Linked DNA regions of Mus musculus: region 1 is linked to region 2. The links are chromatin contacts, called in public Hi-C maps. All regions are on one chromosome and are shown on one strand. Each heading gives the region's core, a stretch centred on a gene start, on an enhancer-like site or on the middle of the called end of the contact. The rest is flanking DNA. Distances are from core to core; before and after follow the strand shown. Region 1 holds the start of 4933432I03Rik (RIKEN cDNA 4933432I03 gene). Region 2 has its middle 47 kb from the start of Gm41234.

Evidence for each region. Hi-C and Micro-C count contacts between places; a contact is called where the count stands out from the background.
Region 1: a contact with region 2 is called in a Hi-C map of bone marrow-derived macrophages, with 3 times the contacts expected there. The contact joins the promoter of 4933432I03Rik here to the enhancer-like site in region 2. A contact is called at or near these places in 1 of 39 promoter capture datasets (pre-B cells), 1 of 484 Hi-C or Micro-C datasets (bone marrow-derived macrophages), 1 of 115 datasets of contacts at active chromatin or transcription factors (acute myeloid leukemia) and 1 of 9 other capture datasets (liver).

The regions. Positions count from the first base shown.
Region 1 is chr14:103,030,699-103,035,057 of GRCm38.p6, forward strand. 4933432I03Rik (RIKEN cDNA 4933432I03 gene) reads right to left here and starts at 3,105. Exons shown (of 3, transcript NR_045657.1): 1 at 3,027-3,105; 2 at 2,069-2,248.
Region 2 is chr14:102,745,554-102,750,622 of GRCm38.p6, forward strand. No RefSeq gene overlaps it. Among named protein-coding and RNA genes, the nearest start is that of Gm41234, 47 kb to the right of the region's middle. Within about 2 kb of position 3,283, at least 18 of the 459 cell types and tissues checked have an H3K27ac peak or open chromatin away from gene starts, as enhancers often do. A contact at or near this core is called in bone marrow-derived macrophages, where this site is marked.

The DNA of each region.
Region 1 (4,359 bases), core at 1,855-4,354, 280 kb after region 2:
ACTGAAGAATATATGTTTGCATTGTGATGCAAGTTATTATCATGTCTTCTCTAAAACTAAAGGGCCAGTAAGACAAAGGTAATTTACGTGCACTTACAATAACTAAAGTTATTAAAATAAATGTAATTAGGTAACAGCGAGTGAACTGGAGACTCCTAAGAAGTCTTGTGGCCTGAAGGTCTTTTAAATATTCTTTGGAATGTTAATATGTACTTTGTGAGGTATGAGTATAAAATGAAAGTGGTGCTAGTCATGGCAACCTAGCTACTGTTGTACCCTGGCTAACGCATCTCACTTTAGCTGACTTTGAGAACTTTCCTTATTCCTTAACCAGAACAGGCCTCACGAGCTTTTATAAGTTGTCAGAATCAAAATGGAGTCTCTTTTGTAGATGCCTAATGTAAATAGACATCTAACACCAGTACTGGATTTATGCCTGATGACAACAATTCACAGAAGACAGCCAGAACCAAGACTATACAAGAGCCACTATGGCCTCACACACAAGCATTCTCAAAAAGATGTCTGTTACTGATGTCACCCAAATTACCAATCTTTAAGGCCAAGGAGAGTCTCAAAATATCACAGGTACCATATACCCCATTTTACCTTGAAAACATTCACTGTGCTTCAGTCTCCTTGAGTATGCAGTTAATAATGACACCTATGTTCCCATTGCCATGATTTGCCATTCCCAGAAAAGTGTGTTTGGGGAGAATCTTTCTGATTGTTATTCAAATTGAAGCTACATTTCAATAAGGATGGTCATGGCAGTATAGAGGGCTGGGAAGACTGAGATGTACTACCACAATCAGTCAAGAGTCCATCTCAACACCAGTGATCAGGGTACCATAGGATATAGCACATGGAAGAACAACAAAATCATGTGACATGAGTTATGCCCACGGCATCAGGAGAGAGGTGCTGAGGTGGCACAAGAGACTGATCATAGGAGAAAACTTCGATTTCTGAAGTCATTTTCTCAAAGATATTATTAAGTTGCCGTATCAAAAACTGGAAAAACATAAAACAAAATGTTAACATGGCTGTCGATTTCAGTTTAGATCCCAGGGGCTCCTAAAAGACCCATGTGCCAAAAGCTTAGTCCTCAGGGCAACATTGATAAATGGGGGTAGAGTTTTGTAAAGTAGGACTTTAGAGGGACAGCTTCAGATCACTGAAGGTATGTCCTTGAGGGGGACCCTGAGACTCCAACTCCCTGGCGCTCTTTGTTCACTGACTCGTCCCTTAGCCACTCATGTGAAGGCATTTTTGGTCCATGATACGCTCCCTACGTGATGTTGCTTCCCGATCCAAAGAAACAGGGTGAGCAAATCAGGACATCAACTAGAGATGGCAACAGAACCTTTTTCTCTTCATAAGGTGATGAGCACCATGTATTTTGATACAGTGAGGGAACATTGGCATCACCAAAGCAGGAAATTCATTTAAAGAACTAAATAGCAGAATGGACACAGTGAAGTGATTAGACCATGAAGCCATCCAATCCTATCAGGATACTGAACAGACTCAACTGTAGAGTTGAGGAGGATGAGCACCTAGCCATACAATCTCGCTCATGTGTGCAGAGAGAAATAGATGACAAACTAAATCTATAAACAGTACAAGAAATTTCCTTGAAACTCAATGAAGAAACTTTTGGTGAAGGAAAAGGACTTGACTTTTTAAAAAGTTGACGATGTGATGTGGCAATGTCAAAAGGATGAACCCTGACCTTCCTTTGAGGATCCCTACCAATATTCCGCATGAGCTACACTACCATTGTAAGTTTACATACAGCTCAAATTATCATAACACGCCTTACTTCTATTCTGCCTGCTTCCAGTACAAAAAGCATTGCTGCATAGACTATTTAGAGGGTAAATTTGTTTTTAAATAAGCAAAAGTCCGTTTTATTCTCTTTTTATCAAGTATCCAGCTGCAGATAATCCTTTAACCATTGATAGTTAACTAGGACTCAGTCTGCAGATAATCCCTCAACCATCCATAGTTAACTAGGACTCAACACCACACTATTGCATGCCCCTGAGAGAGCCACCCACAGTACCTTTCTTGAAGGTAGAATAATAATTCTGATGGATTATCAGACGTCTGAGTATCCTCAAACAGGTCTCACAAAACACTGTGCCGAACTGACTGCACCCCAGATGGTTTTATAGCCAGGCATTCATTCATTGGTCCCTATTCTTCACTTTGTAGTCTGGAGACTCAGTTATTTTCTGCAAACCTGTAAAATTCCACCCAAATTTTAATGAATCGGTAAAGAATGCAGAAGGGACACATATGTATGCAAAGCAAACACAGACTCATGACTTCTAACAATGCAAAACTTAATTCAAAGTAAATTCATGCTTTTAACTAAATTTATTTTCCTGCATATGCACTCACAAACACACACACACACACACACACACACACACACACACACACACGTGTGCAAACATATGACTCATTTGCACTGGAAATGAAGAACACTACACTTTATTCTTTCTATTGTGACTGACATAAAAATATCAGCTCTGCAGTGATTCGGTCATCTTTATTTTTATCACCTTTGTTAAAATCTGGTTTCCTTTTCTTCCATAAGGACTGGGGAGTACAGAGCCAGGACAATGACAGGAAGAGGGAGAGAGAGCCAGGGAGCAGGCTGTGACCACTGTCCTCTTAGGGAAACCTGAATCCCTGTACTTTCGCCATCTTCAAAAGGGCTTCCATAAAGACTGTGCCCCAAGTGAACAAACCTAGGCGTGCGGGCGGTTCCTGCCGCTGAGCTTCTAAGACACCAGCTGCTTGCTGCGAACTGAAACCAGGGTCACACAGAGGTTGACTCATCAGGTTTTGCTCAATAGTATCACAGGAAAGAAGATGTCAGAGAAAGGAAACCGAAAAGCAAGCACCCCGCCCCAGGTCAGCAATTCAGACTGCTACAAAATTAAACACATGATTTTTTTCAATTGATGGACTGAGTGTGGCCTAACACCCGCCCCAGTATGAGTAACTCTTACCCAGTCAGAAGCAGGCACTCTAGGACAGATGGTAGTTCTTCCTCCACATTGCGCTTGAGCAGCAAGAAGGGATTTGGGGGTAAGGGTAGGGTAGAGAATCTCCGCCCTTCCTGGGTCTCAGTCTTGCCAGGGTTTGGGTTGGAGCTTCAGCACTGAGTCTGTATTCTCTAGCCTTCAGATTCTTCCTGGCTGCACCCAAGAGATCCCTGGGTCTCCGATTTATCAACTGTTTCTCCCAGGGCCTGTCAGCCTCCACAGTGTTGTGAACCAACCACTGTAATGAGTAAATAACACGCCCCTCCCCCTCTATTCTTTCCTCCCACTCCCCCACATACGCTCACATTCTCCCCCCCCCCCCTCCACCCCATCTCTCATATACACACACACGCGTGCATATATGCATACATATGCCCAGTTCTGTTCCTCTGGAGGACTCTAACACACTCTGAAATAAAGCGTCCAAGGATCAGAAAACCTGGAGATTCTGAGCCACGTGGCTCTGTAACAAGGTCAGTCATGGGGCTTACAATGGCGCCGCCAGTCAGCGAAGATCTCTGAAGATGTGACCAGCAGTGGCTGGAGGCAGTTTCAGTTCCACTCTGTGGGTCCCCACAGGGCTGCAACCAACACTACCTTGTTCAAGGAGACTGATCAACGTAATGGTGTTTTTTCTGGAAAACAAGAGCTCTGGCTGCTATTTTACTCTAAAAGAACAAAGAAATGATGTTTATCAAAAGTTGTAAACGTTTAACCATGTTGATTTATAATGACTGTATAAAAACATTAAGTGGCACATATTGTGATGGGATAGTGATGTTTTGGCATAAGTACACATGTACAATGTTGAAATTAATTAACTATATCCCTCTACTCAAGCACTGATCGATTCTTTTGTGTATGTGTGTGTAGGGGGGCATGCATGGGTGTCCATGCGCACATAGAGGCAAGACACTGACTTTGGATGTCTTACCTCAGTTGGCCTTCACCTTAGTTTTTGAGATAAGATCTCTCTGAGCCTGTACATTTCTGATTGGCTAGATGATCTGGCCAGCAAGCTCTGGGGCTCCTCCTGTCTCCATCTCCAGGGCTGGGGCTACAAGCCTGCACCACCATACTCTGATTTTTATGGGGATGCTGGGGATCCAAACCCAAGCCCTCATGCTTGTATGGCAAGAATTTTACTGACAAAGGGCTTTCCAATAACATCATATACTTACAGTAAAAGCAGTTAAATCCGTTCTCTGGGTTTTTGAAATGTATAATCTATTGCTGTTGTCTATACCTCACTGTTCAACAGCAGACCAGAGCTTGTGCTTGTGACAGTTTGCTCATT
Region 2 (5,069 bases), core at 2,033-4,532:
TTTGTTAGGCTCTGGCAGAGCCTCTCAGGAGACAGCTATAACAGGCTTCCATCAGCAAGCACTTCTTGGCATCAGCAGTAGTGTCTTGATTTAGAGTCTGTATATGGGATGGATTCCCCAGGTGGGACAGTCTCTGGATGGCCTTTCTTTCAGCCTCTGCTCCATACTTTGTCCCCGTATTTTCTTTAGACAGGAGCTCTTCTGGGTTAAGAATTTCAAGATGAGTGAACGGCCCCATCTCCCATCTGGGGGCCTTGCCTCGTCTCTGGATATGGTCTTTACAGGTTCTCCCTCCCCTTTGTTTGGGCATTTCAGCTAGTCTCATCTCCTCATGTTTTTTTTAAACCATTTTTCTAGTGTCCTCAACTTTTACATTGTCATTTTGGGGACTAGAGAAAGGACTCAGTAGTTAAGACTTGGTACTTGTTGCTCTTACAGGAAACCTATGTTCTGTTCCCAGCATCCACCCAACCCACTTGGTGGTCCACAAGCATCTGTAACTTCAGTGCCAGAGGACTGGATTCCCTCTTTTGACATCCGTTGTAACCAAATATGCATGTAGTATATTCAGGCAGAACACTCACATATGTAGACTAAAATAAATAAAATAAACATCTAAAAATACTTTTAATCTCCCATCCTTCCTTTTTAAGGATTTATTTGTATTATTTTAAAGTATTTGTAAAGTGTGTGTGTGTGTGTGTGTGTGTGTGTGTGTGTGTATGCACGTGCATGTGTATTTGCATGTGAATGCAAGAGGCATTGCATCCCCTGAATCTGGAGTTACTTATGATTATGAACACCTGACATGGGTGCTGGAACTCAAACTCAGGTCCTCTGGAAGAGCAGCAAGTGCTCTTAGCCAGAGAGACATATATATGGTCCTGAGATTTTCTTCTCTTTTATACAGGTTTGTAAAGAAGCTTATTCTGAGTACAGAAAGAAACCAATCCATCATAAACATGACAGACAAGAGAATTACTTTGTGGAATGTATTGCGACCTATTTCATGAGCATCATGTTAATTTAGTAGTGTTCATGTGTATATATGTAGGAGGTTTATGTGTTCACAATGTGTGCATTTACATATGTGGAGACTAGAAAACAACCTTGGGTGCTGTTCCGCATTTTAAATTTTGAGACAGGATCTCTTAATGCCCTGGAACTTGCCAAGAAGTCTTGGCTAGACAGCCACTGAGCCACGGGGATCATCCTGTATTTTCCCACTGAGCACTGGGATTACAAAGCAGGCCCTCATGCTTGCAATGAAGCCATCCACTCAGCCCACAAGTTTAATGTTTAAAATAATAGTCGCTTGTTATTTTTTATCATTTCAGTGAGTTGGAAGCTCACAGTGTATTGAAGGATGACTTATCTCTGCTCCTTTATGTCAAAGGCCTTAGCTGGAAGACTTAAAGGTAACACACAGAGTCATCTACGCCCTTGTCCGCTCACAGGTTCCACACTGGATTCTACCTGTCCGATGATGCCAGAGGTAGACTTACTAGCCAGAGCCCCTACAGATGGCTCCAACACTGGTGTGGGATTCCACACCACTATTGTGTTTATATTCTAAACATGTGCCATGAAACAGAGAGAAGAACAGAAAATAAGGAAAATGACAAACAGATACAGAGATGGCAGGGAGAAAGATGATGGGAAATCCTCGTATTCAGATCACACACTGTAATGAAATTGTATCTTTGTTGCCACATTATATTGGTCAAAACACTTTCCAATTATATATACAGTGTGTGTGTGTTTATTTATTTATATATTCGCTTTACATCCTGGTTGCTTCCCCCTCCCTACTCTACCAAGTCCCACCCCCACAAATCTTCCCAACCCATTACCTCCTCCACTTTTCCTCAGAAGAGGGGAACCCCCAACCCCTTGGGTACCTGCCTGCCCTGGGACATCAATTTGCAGTAGGACTAAGCATAGCCTCTGCCACTGAGAACCAAGCAGGCAGGGAAAGTTGATCCAATGGCAGGCAACTAAGTGTGTTAGGGGACCCACATGAAAACCAAGCTGCACATCTGTCACAAATGTGTAAGGGGCTTAGGTCCAGCCTGTGCATGCTCTTTAGTTGGTGGTTCAGTCCCTGTGAACCCCCATGGGCATAGGTTAGTTGACTCTGTGAGTCTTCTTGTAGAGTCCTTGACCGCTCTGCTCTGGCTTGCCCAATGCTATCCTCCACTCTACCACAAGTCTCCTTGAGCTCTACCTGATATTTGGCTGTAGATCTCTACATCTGTTTCCATACTCTGTTGGATGAAGCCTCTTGATGACAGTTATGCTAGATTCTTATATTCAAGCATAGAAGAGTAGCATAAACAATATCATGGATTGGCTCTTTGTCATGGGATGGCTCTCAGGTTGGGCCAGCCATTGGTTAGCCTGTTCCTCAGTCTCTGCTTCATCTTTGTCCTTTTGCATCTTGTAAGCAGGGCAAATTTGGGGTCAAAGTTGCTTTTTTTAGACCAAATACTGTATTTTACATATAATTAAATTGTCTGATATGTACATTTCTTTATTTTCATTTTCTTTGGGGGGGAGCCAACAGTTTTATGAATGGGTTAATGTGCCCCTCCCTCCACTAGAATTTCAGTCTGGCTACAGGTGGTGGCCACTTCAGTCTCCATATCCCCAGCTGTTAAGCGCCTCAGCTAGGATCACTCCATAGACTCCCAGGAGTGTCCCCTGTCCCAGGTCACCAGTTAGTCCCAGAGATGGTTTTAATATCCAGAGAACACTGTTAATTTTCTCTAAGAGTCATTGGAATGGATATACATTCTTGAAGCTGCATTTAGGAAAATAGACTTTGTCAGAGTGGCAGATTTATATGGAACAAATCCTCAAATGTCCCTTAAATAACTTTGTGCCTTTTAAGTTCAGTAGTAGATAGATGACATTTGGTAAGCAAGTCAATGTTAGAGGTAGTCATGTAATTGATATCTATTACATAGATAATAGATAGATATTGGATAGATTATACAGAGGATAGAGGATAGAAAGAAAGAAAGAAAGAAAGAAAGAAAGAAAGAAAGAAAGAAAGAAAGAAAATACATAGATACATAGATGGATAGATGATAGCTTGATAAATCAATTGACAGGCAGAGATAATAGACAACACATGCTTGCATCAGAATGAGTCTGTAGAATACACTTTTCTAAGTTCCACTTGCTTCATTGAAAGTTGCTATTCCCAGATGTTGACAAATACTCTCATAGTCTAAAAATATTTCTAAGCTCCTTTCTGAACCTGGGCACTGAGCCAGAGTCTGGAGAGATAATGACAACATTATAGAACCACTTCCCCTAATGAGCTACAGTTTTTCAAGCAACATAAACTTGAAGGAAACAGGAAATTACAAGGGATGAGTTTTGTATGATAACCATGGCGAGAAAAAAAAGTGCTGTGGGGGCATTTGGAACAGACACAACAGACTTGAGAACTGGGAAAAGCCTCACCAAGCATTGACACCTGAGACAGTAAGCAGCCCAGGAAATGAATACTCCTATTAGGGGAAAAGGATTGGATACGTGAGTTCAAAATAGTACTCAAAGCAATTTCACAGTTCCAGAAGCAAAAGAGTATGACGCTCATGGAAGTGTAACTAGTTTACTATGACTAGAATCCTCATCTTGGTAATCAGACCTGGATATGTTTCATGAAATATATATCAAGAAAGATGTCAGTCATTTTGAAATCAGCTGAGGCCATTAATCAGGCCTTGTGATCCCAAGGTGCTTTGCTTCAGGCTCCACATGTCCTATGAAAAGAAGTTAGACTTTAACCTAAAGTCAGAGACTCTTCCAGGATGGCACACTCTCCAGGGAAGTGATTTCTGTCATATTTTGTCCATCCAATACCCACAGCGTCGTAGTCCTATCACAGAAGACTGCAATAACTCTTTGTTATATAAACTTTTTTTTTTAAATGTCACCTTAATGCTATGGCCTTCTACATGAATTTTCCTCTACTGAACATCAAGTTTTGTGGAAATGCCATTGGATGGTCTTGTTAGTCAGTCTCTGGAATGGATGACAACTCCTGGCTCAGGCGTAGTTTTGTAAATCTCTGAAAGTTTTACCATACACTTCAAGGGAGAACTGCATCTGGAAATGTGTGGCTTATAGCAGCTTCAATCAGGATTTGACAGAAGTTTCAGCACCAACCGGTGAGTCAGGGATGCTCAAGATATGAGGCATCTCACAGAAGAACTAGTGTTCTGCCTTGATACATATGCACATACAGGTCGCAGCAGAAAGCTATAGACTTGAAATTGAGCCTAGGGCATCAGCCTCAGCCTAAAATACCTGTCAGCAGTTTGGTTCATCTGGATTCTTTAGTAATAAATACTGCCCAGGCAATACTACTTCAGCCTCTTTTTCTGCATCATGGATAACTACACAGAGAAGTGGAATTTGATTTGATGGCAAAGATGGCTAATTTATAGTTTGTCTGAGCATGTCATAACACTGACTTAATAAAGTCAGAGGCAAGGAGATCCATTGTATTTGTCATCATGGTGGTGCTTCATATAGTTATAACATACTTTGGAACATCTGATATCTTGGAGTTGAGATTTGGAGTCATTTTCTCCTTAATCAAATGGAGGAAGACAAACAGAATTGGAGTGTCTATCTCTTTCCTCATCAAAAGGATAAATGTGTATCATTTGTCCTCCTGAGAAAAGACTTTCTCGAGCTGTCCTGGTCTCCCTGCCAAAGGCATCTTGTTAGATGTTAATGACCTGAGTCCATCCATAAGAATTGGAAAAAAGTGGAAAACACTGAGCAAGAAAGAGACAAGTAATTCTGTGGAAGCTATGATCCTGCTTAACTGGGAAATTCCTTGTATATAAATGAAGACCACCTGCCCCAAAGTACACTGAGTCTTTACCAGTGTGTGCCTGGTTCTGGAAAGGATTTTTTCTGACTGGCACTGGTGTGTTCAAGCTAGAAATTTATGTCTTTTAAATTGGTCAAGGCTACTTTCTTTTTTGGGGGGGGTCTTTTTTTTTATTTATTTATTATGTATTTTCCTCAATTACACTTCTAAT